Linked DNA regions of Athene noctua: region 2 is linked to region 1. A link is a contact called in public Hi-C data. All regions are on one chromosome and are shown on one strand. Each heading gives the region's core, a stretch centred on a gene start, on an enhancer-like site or on the middle of the called end of the contact. The rest is flanking DNA. Distances are from core to core; before and after follow the strand shown.

Evidence for each region. A called contact is a pair of places that touch in the nucleus more often than the background predicts.
Region 2: a Hi-C map of liver shows a contact between it and region 1, with 6 times the contacts expected there. The contact joins the promoter of SOCS2 here to the promoter of CEP83 in region 1. A contact is called at or near these places in 2 of 2 Hi-C or Micro-C datasets (heart and liver).

Annotation. Positions count from the first base shown.
Region 1 is chr3:36,681,617-36,685,391 of bAthNoc1.hap1.1, reverse strand. CEP83 (centrosomal protein 83) reads right to left here and starts at 1,497. Exons shown (of 16, transcript XM_074902738.1): 1 at 1,387-1,497.
Region 2 is chr3:36,977,693-36,981,772 of bAthNoc1.hap1.1, reverse strand. It overlaps SOCS2 (suppressor of cytokine signaling 2), which reads left to right and starts at 1,964. Exons shown (of 3, transcript XM_074902744.1): 1 at 1,964-2,012; 2 at 3,546-3,823. The coding sequence starts at 3,679. It overlaps LOC141959188 (a long non-coding RNA gene), which reads right to left and starts at 2,450. Exons shown (of 3, transcript XR_012633403.1): 1 at 2,348-2,450.

The DNA of each region.
Region 1 (3,775 bases), core at 248-2,747:
GCCTTACTGAAACTCCTCCAGTTGGCCTCAGCCCATGGCTCCAGCCTGTCCAGGTCTCTCTGCAGAGCCTCCCTACCCTCGAGCAGATCAACACTCCCACCCAGCTTGGGGTCATCTGCAAACTGACAGAGGGTGCACTCGATCCCCTCATCTGGATCATCAATAAAGATGTGAAACAGGAGTGGCCTCAAAACCGAGCCCTGGGGGACACCACTCGTGACCGGCCGCCAACTGGATTTAACTCCGTTCGCCACAACTCTTTGGGCCCGGTCATCCAGCCAGTTTTTTACCCAGCGAAGCGTGTGCCCATCCAAGCCTCGAGCAGCCAGTTTTGCCAGGAGAATGCTGTGGAATTTCAACTATTAAATTGCTTTTATCTCAAACTATGAGTCTTCCTACCTTTACCCCTCCAATTGTCTCCCTCATTGCCCACAGTGAGGGAGGGTGAGTGAGTTGCTGTGTGGTGCTTAGCTGCTGGTTGGGTTTAAACCACCACACTAATCTATATATGTCATGTAGGTTTTCGACTGTTTTTTCACGACAAGAGAGCTTCAAGCACACATGATACAACTTTTAGTCACTAGAATCTCATTCGAAGTTTTACTTGGGCATACAGATGGCTGCTTGTCACAATTCGATAGCCCATAACCAAAACTGTTCTGAAAAATCACTTCCCTTTCATACTGACTTAAAAATAGAGATGTTCAGACAGGGCTTAGGTCTCGTGTTAGTATACATATCCTACACCTCCTGTAGGCAGAAATATGCACCTTATATGCACCTTACAGTACGTGGACAAAGAGCCTGTGAGAGGCAAAGCAAGCTGTCTAAGTCATCACGACGTTAATTTTCCTATGACTTAGGGACATAGGGGCTTGGTCAGAGATAAAACACTAATACGGGTGTCACACACCCCGAAGCGCAGAAAAATAATCACTGCCCTCAAACTGCACATGGCTGAAGCTCACTGGTGGAAAGCAAGCAAACGTTAACATTTGAAAGTCTGGCGGTGAACGGGCTCTTCCTACCGCTGAACGTCACCGCCCTGGCCTTGTGCCGGGCGATTCCCAAACCCACCACCCAACAGAGGCCGCAGCAGGCTGTTACCACCAGACGGGACACAAGACAACGACGATGGCACTCTGAGACGGGCTGCCGACCTCTCTTCCAGGCTTTGCAGCTCTCTGCTCGGTAACTAACGGCACGGGGGAGGAGCAAAGCGGGCCGGAGCAAAGGCCGAAGGGCCTCCCAGACCGTACGCCGCCAGAGGAAGCCCGAGCAGGAAGGCCCCGGTCCGCCTGCCCGCCCTCTCCTCAACGATGCCCCGGCCCGGCTCAACCGGCAGCGGCCGCCACCGGTTCGAGGAATTTAAAAATGACGCCTCACCTCTCGGCGGCGCCGCCGCCCGCCGGGGTCCCGCGGGGCGCGGAGCATCCTGGGAGCGCCGCGGCGGCCGGGGAAGGCGGAGGCGAGCGGGGGGAGAGGCGGAGCAGCGTTGCCGGGGAAACGGGCTCGCGCGACCTCCGCGTGCCGTGCTCCGCCTCCGAGCCCTGTGCCCCGCCCCCCGCGCGCGGGGCGGTGGCGGCGGCGGCGGCGGCTGGGGCGCGTCGCGTCGGTGGGGCGGGCGGGCTGCCGGCGGCGGGCTGCCGCAGCAAAGCCGCCTCCCCCGGTGCACGTCGCGTGTTTAACTGTGGGGTTTGTATAGCAGCTTTAAGCTTCTGCACCGGATTCACGAAGTTCTGAGCCGGCCGCTGCCGTTTCGCTCCGGAAGGAGAGGGGAAAACGGGAGACCTCGCGGCGCTGACGGAAACGAAAGCGCGCCGGTGCAGGTGGCGTTTCTTCTGCTGACAGCCTAACGCCTCCTCCCTGAGGGCAAACGTGTGCCTTATGCTTTGTGTGCAGCCGTACTGAGGAGCTGTGGTCCAGTTGCTAATGCCAAGCCGAACGCTCGGGCTTACACAGCACTTGCCACTTACTTGGCACCGGACGCTGTTTTCTGACAGAAATCAGCTGTGAAAGCAGCCGAAACACTGTAAACGTGATCTTGTCGTAAACTTCCTCAATTTCTCTCTAAAATCTCTTCGACTAGAGCGGGAGAATGATCATCCAGACCGCTATCGACACTCCCCTAATACGATTAGCAATCCTTTAATAAGGATTAAAATTGGCTTCAATTAGTATATTAGAAGGTGGATATTACTGATGACACACACATATCCTCAAGGAAAAAGAAAAAAAGGGCCAAATGTTACATTTGCCAGTCGTTTTGCAGAGATCTAATTACAGTTAGTACAGTTAGCTCCCCTAGGGGGGGTTGTCAACTCAGTTAATAAGAAGTTGTCTAAAACGTTTTACAGCCACTTCCATAGCTACAATGCCAAGAGCTCAGTACATCACTGGAAGCCTGACTATACAGACTGCTGTTGCTGTACAGTTTTACATGAATGTTGTGCTTGTGGCCAATACCTTTGCAATATTACAAGTTAAATATCAACAATCTAGTCAATAAATATCAATGTATACCTGTACTGAAATGAGTTACAACAACTTAAAAGTTCACCTTCAAAAATTAACTAAAATTTAATTTTGATGAAGAAAAAAACCCCAAACTGTAGTTCTACACAGCTTTACAATGCAAAAAAAAAATTTTAAAATAGTGTTATGAATTTGCATACCTGACTCATTTCTATACCGGATTTGCTCACTTTTAAATTATATTTTTTTTTCCGTATCAGCTCTACAAATATTAATGCTAACTAAGATCGAACAGAAGTTTTCCTCCCCTGTATATCCTCATTAACAGGAATGGTAGTGTGGCACAGATTCGTTTTTTGGTTCTATTAATGTCTTTTCACATCAGGATTACACAGCTATAATCTATTGGAAAACGTGATGTCAAGAATCTAGGTGGCTCAATGTGAGCATTGTGGGGGACATAGCAAGAAAAATTAGAAAATCTAAAATTATTTAGGTAACTAAAATCAACAGATAGGGTTGGGTGTCTCTTGCCAGCTAATTTGAGTAATGGTGCAATTTTTGTGTAATCATTTCCAGTGTGGAATCTTGTTCTAAAAGGATGACTCAAGATGGTGGAAATTATGTTACTTTATTTTTGCCTCCGTGTTTTTCACATTGATCAAAAAAGGGTACTTGTTTCCCTCTAAGGCCCACTGTGTCAGGTAATTCTAGTTAATCACCTGATAGCTAACATTTTTGAAGTATGGGTGGTAATGATGCTCTTTGTCACAGTGACCATCTCTATCCATGTCCCACAGCAATGTGAGAAGCAGTGCTGAAAACCTGCTCATACCTCTGCTTGCTTTAAAAATAGAGCTGCTGTAGTGACTCAGATGGGCTAGACCTGGGAATCTGGTAGATAACAAGGAAAGAGAGAGAAAAAGCAACAGACAAGATGGAGTTCAAGAGTACAAGGACGAGATGGTTGAAGGAAGGAGGACTAGAAAGATGGTACGCAGGGCAGAATAGAAAGCAGGTATGTGGGGCTTATGGACACAGCAGAGAGAGAAGCAGGTCAATCAAGAGATGAGCCTGGAGAGCAAGAGGGAGAAACAGCTACAGAATAAAGTCTATAAATATTAGAAGATGAATTTAAAAAAAAAAAAAAAAGAAAGAAAGAAAAAGAAAAGAAGCCATCCTGTTGAGGATCGAGAGGAAACACATACTGGGGTTTGTTTACTTGTTTTCTCTTTCTTATGTCAGTCTTACTCTTCTAATTAAGTCAGTACCCAAAGGGAGCAGGTATAATATGTTGGAT
Region 2 (4,080 bases), core at 715-3,214, 300 kb before region 1:
CCTTCAAGACCTAAATTGTTTTAAACCATTTCTGAGAATGCTTAAGTAAGAAAGCCCATGTTTGTTCCTCAGACCTTATTTTCAAACTGCAGTGCTGTCAGTGATTAAAACCACCTTTTTTCATAAACTGAATAAATTAAAAGCACCCAGGCATCATAAACAGATGAAACCATACTGACCAACTCACTTAACAAAGTATTTTTTTTTCCTCCGATGAATCTGCTTAATCACTAAATACAAAACTTATTTTTTATGAGAACTATTAACTCTAATACTCTTCACTCATCCCCTGATGTTTAAAAATTGTTAAGTAATATCTATTACAAAAGCATTCAGGGACTGTCCTCCACGGTCCTTTTTTTTTTTTTTTTTTTTCCCCCCCCTTTAAAGAAACGTTGAATTTCAGGAGTTCCTGGGGAGTATAACCCAAGGCAGGAGTGTCCCTGTGGAAGCTTTCTCTGTGCAGGGAAGCTGGCGTGCCGCTGCTGCCCCGCTCCCTCAACTAGACCAGCCTAATGCATACTAATTTATCTCTTTGGTAACAAAGGCTCACCCCCGATTTTTAAACAGATTCTTTTATATTATTCTTTTTCCTGAGGGTTTTAAAATGACACCCCTTAATCCTTTTCCCGTCAAACCCGAAAAATCCTCCTTCCCAAACACCGCCGTGCAATTTGCAGGGAGCCCTGACTTGCAGCCAGGTGCAGGGGCGAGACTAATACGGCTACTTTTGCTTTATTTCCCCTCTTTTCTTTCCTTTTTTTTTTTTTTTTTTTTTTTTTTTTTTTTTTTGTGTGTGTGTGTCTTTCTAAAGTCGGCTCGAGGCCGCCCGCACAGCGGCGGAAGGTGGCTGGTTACCGAGCAGCACCCGCGGCGCAATCAATCATCTTTTCGCCGAAAAACAGCTTCGGGTTTATTTAAAAAAAAAAAAAAAAAAAAAAAAAAAAAAAAAAAAAAAAAATCGCGGAGGGGGGGGGGAAAGGAGCGGCGCGCGCATCGGCGGGTAATGGCTGTTTGTAGCAACGAGGTATTTAGCGCCGGAGGGTGAAGGGGGGTGGAGACCAGGGTGGGGTGTCCCAGGAGCTTCGGCCGCCACAAGTCCCTGGCACAGAGCTGCTGGCACCGGCTCCTGACGCGCTCCCGGCCCTGAGGGCGGGCCCCGCTGCCGCGCTCAGGTGCCCGCGGCTGCTGGCGCCGGGCAGGCCGGGCACCCCTCACCACCCCCCCCCCCCCCCCCTCTCCCTTCAACACCACCACCACCACCACCCCCCCCCCCCACCACCACGGCCGCCGCGGAGCGGCTGGGAGGGCCGCGCTCTCCCGGTTACCTCGGGAGCTACCGGCGCGCGGGCGGCCGTTGGAGCCCGCCGGCGGGGCCGTGCCTCGCGGGGCGGCGCGCGCCGCCCCGCGAGGCACGGCCCCGCCGGCGGGCTCCAACGGCCGCCCGCGCGCCGGTACCTCAGCGGCCCCCGCCACTGACCTGCTCGCCGCGCGTCTCCCGCGGCTCTGCGGGCGGAGGCGGCGCGGGGTCGAGGAGGGGAGGGGAACGTACGGGGACGCGCGGGGCGGGTTAGGCGACCGCTGCCCCGGCGTGACAGGGGCGGCGGCTCGGTGAGGCGGCCCCGGCTGGCCGCGATCGCGGTGGAGGCGCCGGAGCGGGTCCTGTCACATGATGCGGTTCCTGGAAAGTTCCTGGAAAGCAGCCTTTGTATGTAGCCATCCCGGGAGGGGGGAGCGCGGGGGCAGGATGCCCTCGCCTCGCAATCAAAGGCGAACAGACCGCCCGCGCCGGGGAGAGGGGGGGAGAGGAGGGTGTTGTTTCCCCGGGAGCACCATCCTCCTCCGGCAGCGGCAGCCTGTCTGTCTACCCCAGCACAGCCCCGACGCTTCTCCCCGGCGGCGGGTGCTGTGCACCCCCCGGCCCCTCCACGCCGGCGGGAGCGAGAACGACCTGACCGCCCCACCTCCAGGCGGCGGCAGCGGCGGCTCCAGCCCCGTCCCGCCGAGCCCGGGTGAGTCCCGTCGTCGGTGCCGGCGCCGTCCCCCGTCCGTCCGTCCGTTCCCCCCCCCCCCCCCCGCGCCCGGTGCCCTGCCGCTCCTCGAGAGCGGGGAGCCTGCCGCCCTGCTCCCGGGACGGAGCTGCCGCGACGGGCGGGATGAAAGCTTCCTTCCCCTCCTCGTCCCTGCCGGGGGACGCCCCGCTGCAGCTAGCTGCCGCCGCCTCGCAAACCCTCCGTCCCCGCCAAGCTCCCGCGGCCGGGCGGGCGGCACTTCGCGGCCGGGCGCTCTCGGCGCTTCTCCTTCACAAGGGGTCACGCCCGGGTACCCCCGGCAACGCTGATCCCACCTGCGCTCGGGGCTTTGCGGCCGGCGGCCCCGCAGCCGCTCCGGTGACGGGCGCACCTGCGTCCGGCCCCCGAGACGGCGCCGGGAGATCCTGCGCGGGGAAAAGGGAACGGGGGTGGGCTTTGCCGCGGGGGTGCCGCCTTGGTGCCTGCATATGTTGCGGTAGATACCCAGCACAGCAACCTATCCGCTGCCACTGAAGTTTTAATTTGGAAAAGTTTCTGAGCTCCGCCGCGGAACTCGTGACGGGAGGAGCCACCTCGGCATAACCCCTCACCTGGAGGCTGCTGCGCTCACGGAGGCAGAGATTCTGCCCGGTTCGCAAGCACCGGCGTGGGTCCCGGTCCCCACCGTGAACCCCCTCCCCGCACCCGGCCAAGCCGGCGACGCTCCCCCGCGCTGGCGCCGCTCGGCTTCGTGTCGTTCCCGGCGTGTCGGTGGGAGAGCGAGGGGTTCTTTTTGTCCCTCCCGTTCGCTTCAGTTGAGCGGAAAGTTAATTTTTAAAAAATAGTATCAGCATTTAATGGAACGGGAAAAGCACGTTTCCTGCCCCAAGCTAAATATATCGCACCCTCCACCGCGCTGCCCCTTCCTCCCGTAGCTAAGCGGCCACCCAGTCCCGGGAGCCGGCGCTGCCCTCGCACCCGTCCCGCAGCCCCTCGGGCGGCCCGGGAGAGGCTCGCAGCCCCCCCCCGCCCGAGCACGCCGGGTTCCCCGTTCCTAGAGGTACGACTCAGCGTATGACCTTACTGAAAGGCGGCCCGGACCGTTCCGTTCCCCCGCACCGCGGCTGCCACCGGGCAGCGCCGGGGGCTGGGACCTGCCCCGCTGCTTCGTTACCCTCCCCACTCGTGCCTTGTGCTCGGCTCTCCCCCCACGACCTCCTCCCTCCCCAAACACCCCACCACCACCACTACCACCTCGCGCGAGCCCGCCTACCCCGGCCGAGGGAGCGGCACATCCGCGGGTTTGCCCTTGCCGGAAGGCTAGACCACCTTCCCGGGCCGCCGCCTCCGTCTCGTCCCGGGCGGAGGGGAGCCGGGGACAGGCCGGGCGGTGGCGGGGGGAGGAGATGTCCCTCCCCCGCTCCGCCGGGAGGTGATCTCGCCTCGGGTCCCTCCTCTGGATGCTGGGAAGTTCCGAAGCGGGAGCGCCTCTCGCCGGGCTCGTCGCTAACCACGCTCTCTCTCCGCTCGCAGGCGGCGACCGGGCCGGCGGCCGGGGCCATGCACCCGGCGCGGCGCTGAGCGCCCCGGCGGCGAAGCGGAGCCCCCTCCCCGCGGGCAGCCCCCGACCTGTGCGCCAGCGGGGCCGCGCCCGCCGCCGCCCTCCATGACCCTGCGCTCCGCCGGGTCCCTGGAGAGCGCGGAAGGCTCCGGGGCACGCTGGGGACACCCCGGGGCGGCGGCGCCTGTTGCCGACGAGTCCCGTGAGGCGGCGCAGCTGGCCGCGGCTATGGAGGAGCTGCAGCGGGCAGGTAAGCCCGGCTGACCGGCCGGGAACCGGGGTGGGGGGGGGGGTGGTGCGGCAGCGCCCGGGGAGGCCGGCGCTCGCCGGGGCGCCTGGCTCGCCGCCGCCCCGCGGTCCCGGGGGAGGCGGAGCGGCGCGGAGGGGAGCCCCGCCGGACCGAGAGGGGAAGCGGGCGGCGGGGCGACGCTTGTCGTCGCCACCCGGCGCTGCGAGGTTGCGACGGCGAGGGGCGGCGGCGGCTCCGACCTTCCGTGGACTGCGGCG